3 separate regions of the Hordeum vulgare genome follow, and regions 1 and 3 are each linked to region 2. A link is a contact called in public Hi-C data. All regions are on one chromosome and are shown on one strand. Each heading gives the region's core, a stretch centred on a gene start, on an enhancer-like site or on the middle of the called end of the contact. The rest is flanking DNA. Distances are from core to core; before and after follow the strand shown.

Region 1 (4,196 bases), core at 1,231-3,730, 430 kb after region 2:
CCATTCATTTTTATTTCATTTATATGTGATTCGTATACGGGACAAGTTTTGTATCAAATTATTTAGTTTGGTATGATGATTTGAATAATTATTGTACTTTGGATGATTATTGTATTGTAATATTGACATTTTACTTATATTGCACATTAGTAATTCCGATTTACGGGGTCTTCGGTTTGCGGGTCGACGCGGTGGTGCCCGAGCAGACCCCGCATTGCCGATCCATAAAAAAGCATCTTCTGCCAATATCCTTTTTTACGCGTCCGTTTTGAGGGGTCTGACTCTATTCGCACCCGTGCAGGCCTACAAAACCCTTTTTCGCAAACCGTAAACGACTTTTGCTAGTTGGCTTTATATGAGGTCTGCTAGAGATGCTCTAAGGTTATTTTGAAAGTTGTAAGACAAAATCATCACATCTCAACAAATTCCAGGACTTGGAATGCTATTATCTCAAATACTTAGAGCAACTCCAATGGGGCGACCCATTTCGTCCGCTGCCGTCCGTTTGGGTCGGCACGGACAAAAATGATGGCCCAACGCGTCGACCCATTGCCAAAACGCGTCCGCGCCTACCCATTTTCGGCTAAAATTTGGGACTGAAATGCGTCGGCGCGGACTCGAAGCGGACCCCTCGGTGTCATCCCCAAACCACCACGGTCAACATTATTTATGACGACCGCTATCCTCGGGCCCACGCGTCAGCGACCGCGACCGGCCTTTTTAAATCCGAGCGTGCGGTGGGTTCCGCCATCTGCTTCCAGAACCGCGCTCGTCCACATCCAGCCACCTCCTCGGCGACCAAAACCCTAGCACCATGGCCGGCGGCTTCCCGAACAAGGGCAAGACCCCGCTCTACCCCCGCGCAATCTCCCCGCCGGCGTCTTCCCACCGGCCTCGCCAGCGCGTGAGCATCCCAGTGCACCAAGCGCGGTGGCACCGGGACCACCGTGTGCCACTCCCTTACCCCGATGTCACGCTGCCGCACGGGTGTGGTCATGCCGTGCCGCAGTGTCGGCCGTGCCGCCGTCGGCGCGGGTGTATGCGGAGGAGGTGAGCCGCCGTCGACGTCTGCTGACGGCGGAGCAGCGGCGAGACCCTACGTACGCGGCCGACTCCCCTAACTGGGAGGTGTGGTTCGCGATGGAGCACGAGGAGCAGCTCCGTCGTGGCATGTGCGAAGTGCAGCCAGGAGGCCCTCCGCCGCCCCCGCCTGTCGTCAGCGATGAGGACCACGAGGCAGAGGCCGCCTATCAGGCGGCGCTCACTGCTGTTCTCCGCAAACAGCGAGGAGGAAGCGCGGCACAGGCCCGACGAGGAGGCAGCGTGCTAGCAGCAGCTTGCGGAGGCCATCGCGCTGTCGGCCGCCGGCGACTGCGTCGTGCCACCTCCGCCGAAGCCCGAGACCACGGAGCCGCGGGAAGTCTACGAGTGGACTGGCGTTGTCGAGGAGTTCGTCACTCCGCCGCCCATCTGGTTGGGCGACACACCGCTGCAGGAGCAAGCGTACCTCGAGCACTGGAGGGCGCATCACCTACGGGCGGAGAGCGCCGAAGGCCTTCGGCTAATGGAGGTGGAGAAGGAGGCGGAGGAGGAACGACGGGAGGCGGAGGCGGAGAAGCGTGCCCGTGCTGCTGCGCTGCCACCGTCACCAGCACAGCCCGCGCCGACGGGACATACGACGGAGGCGCAGGCAGCAGCGCTCTGGAACTCGGCGTTCCCCTAGGCCGGCCCTGCGCCTACGGTGGTCGACCTCACCGGCCCCGATGACGATGACGCCGCCGCCTAGGGCTGCCCTGGTAGTTTTAGGTTATTTTTATGTTTAACTAAAGTAATGCGGACGCGTGGACTCTCACCGGCCTTCGTGGCCGGCTTTTAATGTTTAATTATGCACTTATGTGTTTTTTTCGCACGACGGTAAAAATGGATCCAACCAGCGTTGGACGCATGCGTCGACCCATTTGCGAAAGCGGACGTTCGTCTCCGCGTGGCCGACCCAAATAAACAAAAAGCGGACAAAATCAACGTCCGTTTGTATCGGCCGTTGGACTTGCTCTTAGTTCATATGCCACTAACCAAGGTCAGCTAGACAAGAGTGTACAAAACTTTTACTTATCCATTCCCTTTCAGCCCGAGACATCATTACATCATCACATATTCACAGCTCATATCCCCAATCCAGTTGCGCAATTCCTCACCCATCCTCGTCATCAACGTCACGGTCAAGAGCAGCAGCCCATGACTTAATAATGTCCGTTCCACTGACGGGGGGCCCCGCTGGGAAGGGAAGTAGCTGGTGCTCCAAGTCGCCACGTGGAGCCCACCTGTCCTCTCTAGCTAACCCGGCAATGGGCTAACGGCAAAGGCTCCCGTGTCACTGTTCACCTGGCCCCACATCACACCCGATAAACGCACACGCCCAAAATCCGACGGCCCCACCACCGCCCAACACATAAAATATACCAATCCTGACCCCGAACGCTGTCATGCGGACCCACGTTCTTCCCTCCCTCTCTCCAATTTCTTTTGTGCTTCTCCTCTCTCTCTCTCCGTCTCCCCCCCACGCCCACAGAAAGTGTGAGAACGCCAAGAGCGTCAAGCTGAGGGAAAGATGAGGGAGCTGGTCTCCTCCTCCTCCTCCTCCTCCTCCTCCCCCACCGCGGTCCTCGTCGCCGCGGCCAACGCGGTGCTCCGGGGATGGTGGGAAGACGTCAACGAGTCGCCGGCGTGGCAGGACGGCGCCTTCTTCTCCCTCACCGCCGCCTACGCCCTCGTCTCCGCCGTTGCGCTGGTCAGTCCATCCCCTCGCCTCACCTCGACGGGAAATGCTACCTTGATTCGTCCCCCCTCCGACCCCAATGCGTGCTTCGGCTCATTATTGATCCGCACCGAGCTGCCGATTGAAATTGGATCTTTCCTCCGTCAATCAATCTCACAACGCATCGAGGGGATGCTGCCGCCGAGTTCGATTCTGAGCCGTTCTATGCTGTCCGCCTGCAGATTCAGCTGGTCAGGATCCAGCGCAGAGTGCCCGAGTTCGGCTGGACCACGCAGAAGGTGTTCCACCTCATGAACTTCGTCGTCAATGGGGGTAATGTAAAATAAATGTTGCCGGAAATGGGGGCAATGTAATCAATGTTAATTAAATGTGGGATCCCCCAATCCTGATTCCTTCTTTTGATCCCACCCTTCATTTGCAACTGCCCCCCGCATGTGTCACGCGTGTGCTAACCTACCCAAAAACTACTTGCCGCAGTTCGTGCCGTTGTATTCGGATTCCATGCCTATGTCTTCCTCCTCCAAACAAAAGTAAGAGACCCAATCTGTGCACTACCACTTTGCTTTAGCACTGGCGTCGAGACCTTATTTTGCTAATTAATAATTGGCTTGGCCAGGTTTATAAGTTGGTGTTACTAGACCTCCCCGGCTTACTGTTCTTCTCGGCCTACACCTTACTTGTTCTTTTCTGGGCAGAAATATACCATCAGGTATTTCCTATGAATCTTGTTATATATATATACTCTTCATTTTCTTATCATTTAGCTGTACTTATTCAAGGACTTATGCGTGGCTTTTTCTTCTGAGCTTTGCAGGCTAGGAGTCTCCCAACCGATAAGTTAAGGATTATATACGTAGCCGTTAATAGTATCGTATATGCAATTCAGGTGTGTTATTTCTCATCATCCCGCGGTCATACCACTTTACTGCTTCCTATAAGAGAGAGCCATGCTCATGGTTGCTATGTCCGATCGGAGATCTGGACAGGTCTGTATTTGGGTGTACCTTGGAATAAACGACAATCCGTTGGTTGAGCTGGTCAGCAAAATCTTCATCGTATCTGTCTCCGCTGTGGCCCTTCTTGGTTTCGCAGTATATGGTGGGAGGCAAGTCCAATGCTTTTTCTTTGTATTGTATTGCTGTGTGTGCGCTGTATCTGAAAGCTGTGCTCTTTCTTTTCTGTAGGCTGTTTGTCTTGCTGAGACGTTTCCCCATTGAATCAAAGGGGCGAAAAAAGAAGCTTTATGAGGTGATTAGACCCTTCAATAAATGGATTTGTACACATTTTCTGTTCAGGTGGATATGTATAGCATGTTGTCAAGAACAAACTACCGACATATTCTGTTAGGATCTATCATTTCATATAGCTTTGCCATGACAATGATTACTTTTAACGTGAAATTCTGGTAATTGTCACACAT
Region 2 (4,500 bases), core at 31-2,530:
GCATGAGTCGTTGGCTTTGCGAACAAACCTGAAGAAGAGAGGAATCCCTGTTGAAGACCAAAAATGTTTGTTCTGTGGGCGTGTGGATGAAGATGGCTCACACCTCTTCATCAAGTGCAAGTGAGTGAAAGCAGTGTGGAGGGAACTTGCTATGGAGAAAGAAAGAAAGGGGCCAGAGCATATCTCTTCCATGCATGCAATGTTTGACTTTCTGCAGCAATTGGATGAGCTAAAGCGAGTGGTGGAACAACATAAATAAACTGAGGGAAGGGGAGCTTCCCGTTGCTGCTACTGAAATGGCGAGGCGCACAAGGAGCAATGTCCTTGAGTACTTGCAGGTCTGCGCTCCGGCGCAGAAGAAGGCGAGCGTGTGTCAATGGCGACCACCCGCGGAAGACCGGATTAAAATCAACCTTGATGGATCCTTGGTTCCGGGTGAGACTCATGCTGGCTGGGGGTGGTGGCTAGGTCCTCTGACGGCTCAATTGTTTGTGGCTGGGCCTGTCGCCAGGAGTATGTTGAAGATGCGTTCGCTGCTGAAGTCTGTCTCTCTTGCTGCTGATATGGGGATAATAAGAATGGTCTTTGAGACGAATTCAACACGAGCCTCTTGATTTAACCAAGTTGGACTCTTCGTCCTACGTGGCGGTCATCGAAGATACGGAGCTGTAGCTGAAGCTTTGGTTCTTTAAATTTGAGATCTCCTCGTGTCGTCGTAATGCAAACTCTGTGACGCATGAATTATTAGCTAGCTTAGGTCGATTGTATGAACCAAACTATTATGTAGAATGAGAGTCAGATGTATCAGCCATTGTGGCTGATTGTGCTTTGGGTGATTTGCCAAAGCACCGTTAAGTTATAAAGCTTTGCTTTGCCAAAAGAAAAAGTCAGCCGACGAAACACCCATACCTGGCCAAACGGGCCGGCCCGGCCCGGCACGGCCCGTGCTAAACGTGCCTGGTCCGGCACGGCACGCCGAGGCACGTTTAGTAATCGGGCCGTGCCGTGGCAGCCCGTGGGCTGCGTCTTCAGGCCCAGACACGGTCCGGTTACTAAACGGGCCGACCTGTTGGCCCGATTAGCACGCTGGGCTGTACAATTTCAGCCTCATGGGCTTGTTTTTAGGTCTACTGGGCCATATATTATGTGTATATATATATTAAAAATATTTAAAAAAATAAACGGGTCGTGCCGTGCCTGGCAAGGTCCGTTTAAATCGTGCCGGACCGGGCCCGTGTCGTGCCGTCTTTATGGGCCGGCTTGTTTAGCCTGCCCGTTTGGCCACGTATGGAAACACCCACCCGGCCGGATAGGAAACCTCCCCCGACTCCTAACAAAACCTTAAACCCTAGCTCCGGTCACTTCCCCATGGCGGCCGTCCGGGTCACCCTCCCTCATCCCCTCCTTCCCACCCCTTCGAGGAGTCCCCAGCTCAAGCCCTCCTCATACTATCCCCGCCGCGCGGTCGCCGCCTCAGCTTCGCTGTCTCCGTCGGCCCTCAGGGCTTCCCTGCAACTCGGAGATGTGATCGAGGCGCAGCAGTTCGATCGGCAGGTGCTTAATGAAATCTTTGAGGTGGCGCGGGAGATGGAGGCCGTGGAGCGCTGCTCCCACGGGTTCCGAAGCCGCGTCCTTGAGGGGTACCTCATGGCCACGCTCTTCTACGAGCCCTCCACCCGCACGCGCCTCTCCTTCGAGGCCGCCATGCGCCGGCTCGGCGGGGAGGTGCTCACCACCGAGAATGCCCGCGAGTTCTCGTCCGCTGCCAAGGGCGAGACCCTAGAAGGTGAGTTGCCTGAAAGTATCTTGTCAGGCCTTGCCTTGAGCATTTGTGCTAATCGCTGCCTGGTGACCTTTACGTGGAATGGACAAGCTGAAATCTTAATTCTAATTGGAGTTATTTAGGGAGTGAATGAGGATGGGTAGTGTTTGGGCGATGCCAGTAGGTGAGGAGATGCAAATTTTGTGGGTTATGGAAGAACATCGGTTTTGATTTTGCAATTGAGATCTTAACTGCGAGTTGTAGCAAATTATGAATCTTTGAGGACCTGGGATTTACTTAGAACCATTGTGAAGATTATTTGGGGAGGTCATCATCACTTCCTTGGATCTGCGAAGTAGAAAATTTTGGGCAAGTCTGTATACCACTTAAATTAAAACAAACATTGGTTATCTGCCATGTTTGGTGAGGCCATCAAAGAAAAGTCAGCTACTGGAACTAGTTGGCTCTCAACCTTAATTATTTAACAATTTAGAAAATTCTTACATGCTTTTATAGATCACTATGAACTATAGTTGGGAGCATCCTATTTTAACTATAGATTGGCTACCATGTTCATATAAATGCGTCCATTCAATTCCATTGTTAAAAGATAGGGCCACCCTTACTAGTTTACTTCAATCATTGTGAATACATTTTTCTTGGATGATATGGATGTGTAGTTCCTGCTGGTTTTGATGTAGGGACCACACAGTTGATTAATCCTACAACAGTAACTATTGTTATTAATTTTTAAATAACGTTTCCCAGATTATACCTGGATATTTTTTTGGGTTCTTGTAGCATCTCAAGCAGCTTACCCTTTGCCAAAAAATTCATCGTATAGAGGAAGTTGGCACAAAAAACACGCTCCAACAGATTCCCTATTTCAACCAAAAAAACACCCCATCTCTACGTAGAGGGGAAGTTCCCAAAAGCTTTTCCAATACATGCCATGTCAGCGGGCCGCTGCCAATCTCCGCCGACCATTGCGCCGCCGCCACATGTCGCTGCCGGACCGCCGCTGCGTCGCCCGCCGCAGTCGTCACCCACCACCATGTTAATAGTAATCCTTGGAGCAGCCAGTCAGTGAGTCAAGTATTTTCCTTAGGTAGTAAGCTAGTGAGTCAAGACTGTGTCTTGGGCTACAAGTCAGTGGGTCAAGTCAAGATGTCTTAGGCTGTAAGAAAGCCATGGAGGTGGTTCTGTACTAGTTGCTTTCAACTATAAAATGGGGTGAAACCTAGCCAGCTGCATCAATTGCAGCCCACAAACTGAGTTCCAAATCAGAGTTACCTGTGCTCTTGCTAGTTGCTACTAACAATTGGCATCAGAGCTGGTTAAGGTGAGGATCCTGAGAGATGTCAATTTTAGGTCAGGGCCCTGCCCGTAGTCCAACTCCCTAGCCACGGTGCCATTCCCCTTCACCGCCAGCAAGTCGACCGTGATGCTGGTAGGCGCGAGGTTGTCGTTGACCGTGTCTTGAAGAACTTTTACGTGGACGAACTATGCCGAATGGAGCCTTCTCATGAAGGTGATGCTGCAGGCTCAGGGCCTCCGGGAGGCTATCGAGCTTTGAGCTTACTACTTGTAAGAAGGTCAAATGGCGCTAGAGGCCATCTTGCACGTGGTATCGCCAGAGATGATGGCCAACCTGGCTGTCAAGCGGAGCGCACACGAGGCTTGGGAGGCAGTCCGAGCCATGCGCGTTGGCACAGATCGCGTGCGGAAGGGCAGGGCGCAACGGTCGAGGAAGGAATTTGAGACGATCTCATTCCATGACGGGAAGTACGTCTCCGACTTTGCGCTACGCCTCACCAACCTCGTCACAAGCCTCGCCACTCTCGTAGAACCGGTAGACGAATCTCAAGTCATCCTGAAATTCTTGTGAGTTGTGTTGCTTAAGTTCTCCTAGCTTGCTCTTTCGATCAAGACCCTCCTTGACACCTTTGAGTTGTTGTTCGAAGAGGTCACTGGTTTGTTGAAGGCGGCGTAGAACCGTCTTGAGTCGTAGGAGCCTCCACGTGAACATGTCAGGCTTCTTCTCACCGAGACGGTCGTAGGAGCCTCCACTTGAACATGTCAGGCTTCTTCTCATTGAGCAGCAGTGGCTGAAGAAGATGAAAGTGTGCCACGGGAGTGTAGCTACTCCAGGCCTGTGCGTGGCAGTGTACAACGACGATGGTGACCACAACAGAAGAAGGGTGGAGAAGGCGGTCATGATCACACAACAGTGTACAACGACGATGACAACCACAACGGAAGAAGGCTGGAGAAGGCGGTCATGATCACATGGCACCCAGGGATGTCCTGCGCGACGACACATGGCACAATTGTAGGCGTCATGGCTGGGCCAAGGAGTGCAAGCAGCCTAGGAGAAATAGGCTCTCCTGGCTCAAGCAGAGGAAGATGGTGAGGAGCCTGCTCTCATCATGGCTCAGGTCTGTGCCGCTCCAACCCTAGCAACAGAGCTGCAGGACTACGTTACTTCAGCCCCAGCCATGGAGGTACAGGACAACATCACCCCAACCCAGCCATGGAGGTACAGGACAACATCACCCCAACCCAGCCATGGTTGTGCAGAACGACATTGTTCTAGCCCCAGCCATAGTGGAGTATGATAGTACCACTCTTGCTCCAGAGCATGCTCTTCACATCAATGAGCCGAAGGCGAAAGCCTACCTCCGCACAAACAACAGCAATGAACGAATCAAGGGCCGGTACCTCCACCAGCGCCACAA
Region 3 (4,258 bases), core at 49-2,548, 260 kb before region 2:
AGCGCTGCAGCATCAACACGTACTTACATCAGTGTCAACTGCGATAACTCCCTCCGTAAAGGAGTAATTTTTGTTACCGATCGAGGGAGTACGTACTAGTCATTTGTTCATTTATACGAAGAAAAAGGTGAAACGTTCTTTTGATCCAATATCAATACCGGCCGGTCGATTAGCACAGGACAATAGCTACAAAATGCAACGGCGAGAGCACGGGACGGGGTAGTCTCTGACTAATCCGTTGCCAAGGAAAAAAAACAGATTATCATTATTATTTAAAAAAAATCGTCATGCAAAGTTCATGTGGAGAGATCCAAGGCAGTAGGCAGGCTCCACCTCCACCTCCACGAGAGTCAACTGAATGAGGAGAGAGAGAGAGAACCAAACCAAATGAAGAAGAAAGTGGATGCATACAGGCCAAGATATCAATATGTAAAGAACACGAAAAATCTAATCGTGGAATCAAAGTTCGTGATGACGACTACTGTAGTACTCCGTATTTGCTAATCTGATCGCAGCAAACATTTGGGGGTATTAGGAGGATTTTTTATTATATTTTTTGGAAGAAGAAGAGGAAGAAGAAGAAGAGAGCAGTGACCTTGGATGGTGCCGACGAAGCCGCTGCACTTGGTGTCCTGCGCGACGAGGCTGAGGTGCGTCCCCCTGAGGACGGCGGCGTCGCGGTTGACGTCGGCGACGGCGAGGTCGATGGCGGCCCTGGCGGACCTCCCGATGACGGAGTCGAAGGTGAAGAGGGCGCCGATGGAGACGTTGGCCGGCCTGGCCGGCCGGGCGAGCGCCACAAGGCTGCAGAGGCAGAGGACACGGAGCAGAGCCGAGCCCATCTCGCCTCGTCTCTCGAGGATCTAGTATATGCGTACGGCTATCGCCTGAGAGCGCGAGATATATGAGCGCAGGAAGGCAGGAGCTCCACCCCATCGGCTAGCCATACGATCGGAAGGATGGAGAACTCCAAGAAACAGAACAAGAGCGGAGCAGGGAGAATCGAGGGGAGCAAGGTGACAAAAACGGCGTGATCCTGACCGGTGAGGAGCAGGAAAGAGATTCGACGGCGAGGAAAAAGCAGTGGCGTGGAAGGCGCAGCGGGGACGGAACGGAGTAGATCGCGCCTCGCTCGGCCCTGATTGATTGGTGCAATTACTAGTAGAGTAGTACCCTGCTTACAAGTACTGGTGGAGAGATCGACCGAGACGACACAGAGAGATGCCGATGGAGACGTCGGCCGGCACTACTGTTGACCATTCTGCTACTCTTGTAATCGTCTCGAGCAAAACGTGGATGCTCGTCAGATCAAGCAAGCAAAGATGCGGCCTGGGCAAAAGGCATTCTGGTCAGGAAACGGTTTCACATCACCCCTGCACTGCACATCTTCATCATGCAACTGTTACAGCACAGCGGCCAACTAATTAACTTACTACTTTCGAATAACACAGTTTTTTTGCTTGAGTTCACAACAGTACCTACTACTAACAGAACTGTATCGACTTGTCGAGCGGTGGTCAGCAACGTATTCTCATCCACTGTCGCTGTGGCTGTGGCTTGGCATGGAAGCAAACAGGCCATCTTTCTCATCAGGGAACAGATGCTAGTGATTAGCGCTTTGGCTTTTCGGGTGTTTCTTCTTCTTTCACCTGGGAGAATAAAGCTGCCCACACCACTTTGTTGAATGCACAAGCAAGATACTAGTAATACTATGCTCGTAGCCTCATAGTACAAGAACTACTGGTATGCTCATATACTGTACATAGATAGGGAAAGATGCACGTGCTTTCTGCTGCCCCCAATGGCTCAAATCGTGTAGGCAGCTGGTTGTTTTAGCTAACCAATGACTGCTGTTTCGATGCACTCATGCAACTCATTCAATTAACTACTGACAATACATATGCCAGACTTGTCATCTTGTCTTGTTTGATTAGGTAGGCTCTATCTAGGTTCAGTACACAGACAATCATCAACTTGGTCAATCTGAACTTAATTATTAATCAGTCATGATAAACTAATGCTAGCTCAGATATGATACACCGATTCTAATTACTCCTACAAGAAATGCCAAGTCAAATGGATCAATAGCTGCCTACCTGCAAGCGTGGATACATGGGTAATGAAGGCACGTACTGGTTGGTTGGTACGAGTGCTACCTAGAGACAGGAATGCATGGGATATTTCTTTCTACAGTCGGATATGATATGCCTGTCAAAATTAAATTCAGACGCTACATATAATAGTCTCATGATTATTTTGTAGGGCTCCCGGTCTCACTCTCTCCATCAACAAAGATTGCTTACTCTAACAGACCATTCAATATATTGGGTAACATAATGGAGCGGCTTGAAAATTAAGTGACAGACAAACAATTAAAAAATTAGCTCATGGTGCCATGCAGTATGCCAGTGGATTTTTTTGTGGATAAGCTGTACAAATTAACAACTCGTCCTGCAAATAAAAAACTAATTGCAAACTGTCATTTCTTGGATGAAGAAATTAAAAAATCAAACTATATCACATGTTTCTACATTTTTATTCATCATATGATATGTGTTTGCTTGGAGCATAGTATATTTTTGTTTTATTTGCTTGCTTGTTTTCATGATCATTATTTTCTGACCACACAAATTATGAGACACATATTCATCACAATTTATAGAATGCTCAATGAACTTCACTTATCTCTTTTGAGTTGAGACAAATGCTCATATACTTCACTTACATCTTTTCTCACAAGCGCTTATGTACTTCACTTATACCCTTTGAGCACGGCGATACATACATTTTATAGAAATCAATTGCACTTCTTTCTTCACTTATGTCTTTTTGAGACTTAAATATGTAGTGATAATTTGCATTAGTAATATGTTTGGTCCAAAAATAATAGGTATACAACGGTGGTATAATAAAATTTTGCATGTGGATCACTGAATATATTGTGTTTGATAAACGATATTAAGATGATAATATGAAGGCTTACTAATTGATAATCTTGGTCTAGTAAAAATATCGATGTTAAGGATTGTGATCTCCCACTCATTAATGTATCGGTATGGCATGACTAGGAAGTTGGAGTATAATTTATCCTTGATTCATATCATTTGTGTAGTCTAGATTGGGGACTCGCGATAGTTAACTCCTCCCAACCTTCCTTCTTAGAGCATGCAAGTAGTCCTTTGCTTCGAGGGCTTCTAGGCTTCCACATAAATACTTGAGGTCTTTATGACTAGTACTAGTTTTAGACTATAAGCACTTCCATCTATCCATATTTTGCTATCCTCTTCCGTATCGTGCATTGTCCGTTCTCACTTTGAAACTTGGTGTAAACTTTGTCGGGTATCCAAACCCCATGAAATGAGCCGCTATTTCACGAATAAGCCTTATATATCCTTCCTCGAAATAGTCACCATATCTATCTATTATGGCATGTCCATAACAATTCAAAGATATATTGCCATGCAACTTTCACTGTTACTATCTTCATGACATGAGCATTGATACATCTCCAACGTGTATATGATTTTTGATTTCATGCTATTGTACTATCAATCTAGTATGATTTATATTGTTTTATGGACTAACCAATTATAATGTTTTTATGGACTAATCTATTAACTGAGTGCCAAGTGGCAGTACCTGTATTCTACAAGTTTTTGATTTATGAGGAAATCCATACCGAACGAAGTTCAAACTCGATGAAACTTCGTGACGACTTTTTCTGGACAAAAGAAGGCCCTGGAAGCTTTGGGAGGAGACCAGACGATGCACAAGGGAGCGACAAGGCAGGGGTGGGTCCTGGGGGTTAGGGCATTCTTAGGTGCTTTGTGGCCCCCTTGTGGCTTCGTAAGACCTAATTCTAGCACTATAAATTCCCATCTATCCAGAAACCCTTGAAGGAGGTCCTGTAACAATTTTATCGCAGCTGCAAGTCTGTGATCTTCTGCGATCCCATCAGGAGGCCTTTTTTGGTACTCTAAGGATGGGGGGGGTCCATCACAGAGGCCGTCTTCATCAACCTTATTGCTCCATGATGATGTGTGAGTAGTTCCCAATGGATCCGCGGGTCCATAGCAGTAGCTAGATGACTCTCTCTCTCTCTCTCTCTCTCTCTCTCTCTCTGATGATTTGAAATACAAAGATCTCTTCACATACCTATTTGATGTAACTTTTGTGGTGTGTTTGGTGGGATCCGATGAATTGTGAGTTTATGATCAGATTATTCATTGAAATTAATTGAGTCTTTTCAGGTCAACTA

The links. Hi-C and Micro-C count contacts between places; a contact is called where the count stands out from the background.
Region 1: a Hi-C map of leaf shows a contact between it and region 2, with 3 times the contacts expected there. The contact joins the promoter of LOC123426382 here to the promoter of LOC123426378 in region 2. A contact is called at or near these places in 2 of 6 Hi-C or Micro-C datasets (leaf and seedling).
Region 3: a contact with region 2 is called in a Hi-C map of leaf, with 5 times the contacts expected there. The contact joins the promoter of LOC123426377 here to the promoter of LOC123426378 in region 2. A contact is called at or near these places in 3 of 6 Hi-C or Micro-C datasets (leaf and seedling) and 1 of 1 datasets of contacts at active chromatin or transcription factors (embryo).

Annotation. Positions count from the first base shown.
Region 1 is chr2H:387,203,239-387,207,434 of MorexV3_pseudomolecules_assembly, forward strand. LOC123426382 (tobamovirus multiplication protein 1) reads left to right here and starts at 2,481. Exons shown (of 10, transcript XM_045110203.1): 1 at 2,481-2,788; 2 at 2,998-3,088; 3 at 3,254-3,306; 4 at 3,393-3,485; 5 at 3,591-3,662; 6 at 3,763-3,881; 7 at 3,961-4,024. The coding sequence starts at 2,609.
Region 2 is chr2H:386,778,654-386,783,153 of MorexV3_pseudomolecules_assembly, forward strand. It overlaps LOC123426378 (aspartate carbamoyltransferase, chloroplastic), which reads left to right and starts at 1,281. Exons shown (of 5, transcript XM_045110198.1): 1 at 1,281-1,786. The coding sequence starts at 1,288.
Region 3 is chr2H:386,517,649-386,521,906 of MorexV3_pseudomolecules_assembly, forward strand. LOC123426377 (glutamate receptor 3.4-like) reads right to left here and starts at 1,299. Exons shown (of 4, transcript XM_045110197.1): 1 at 596-1,299; 2 at 1-4. The coding sequence starts at 842.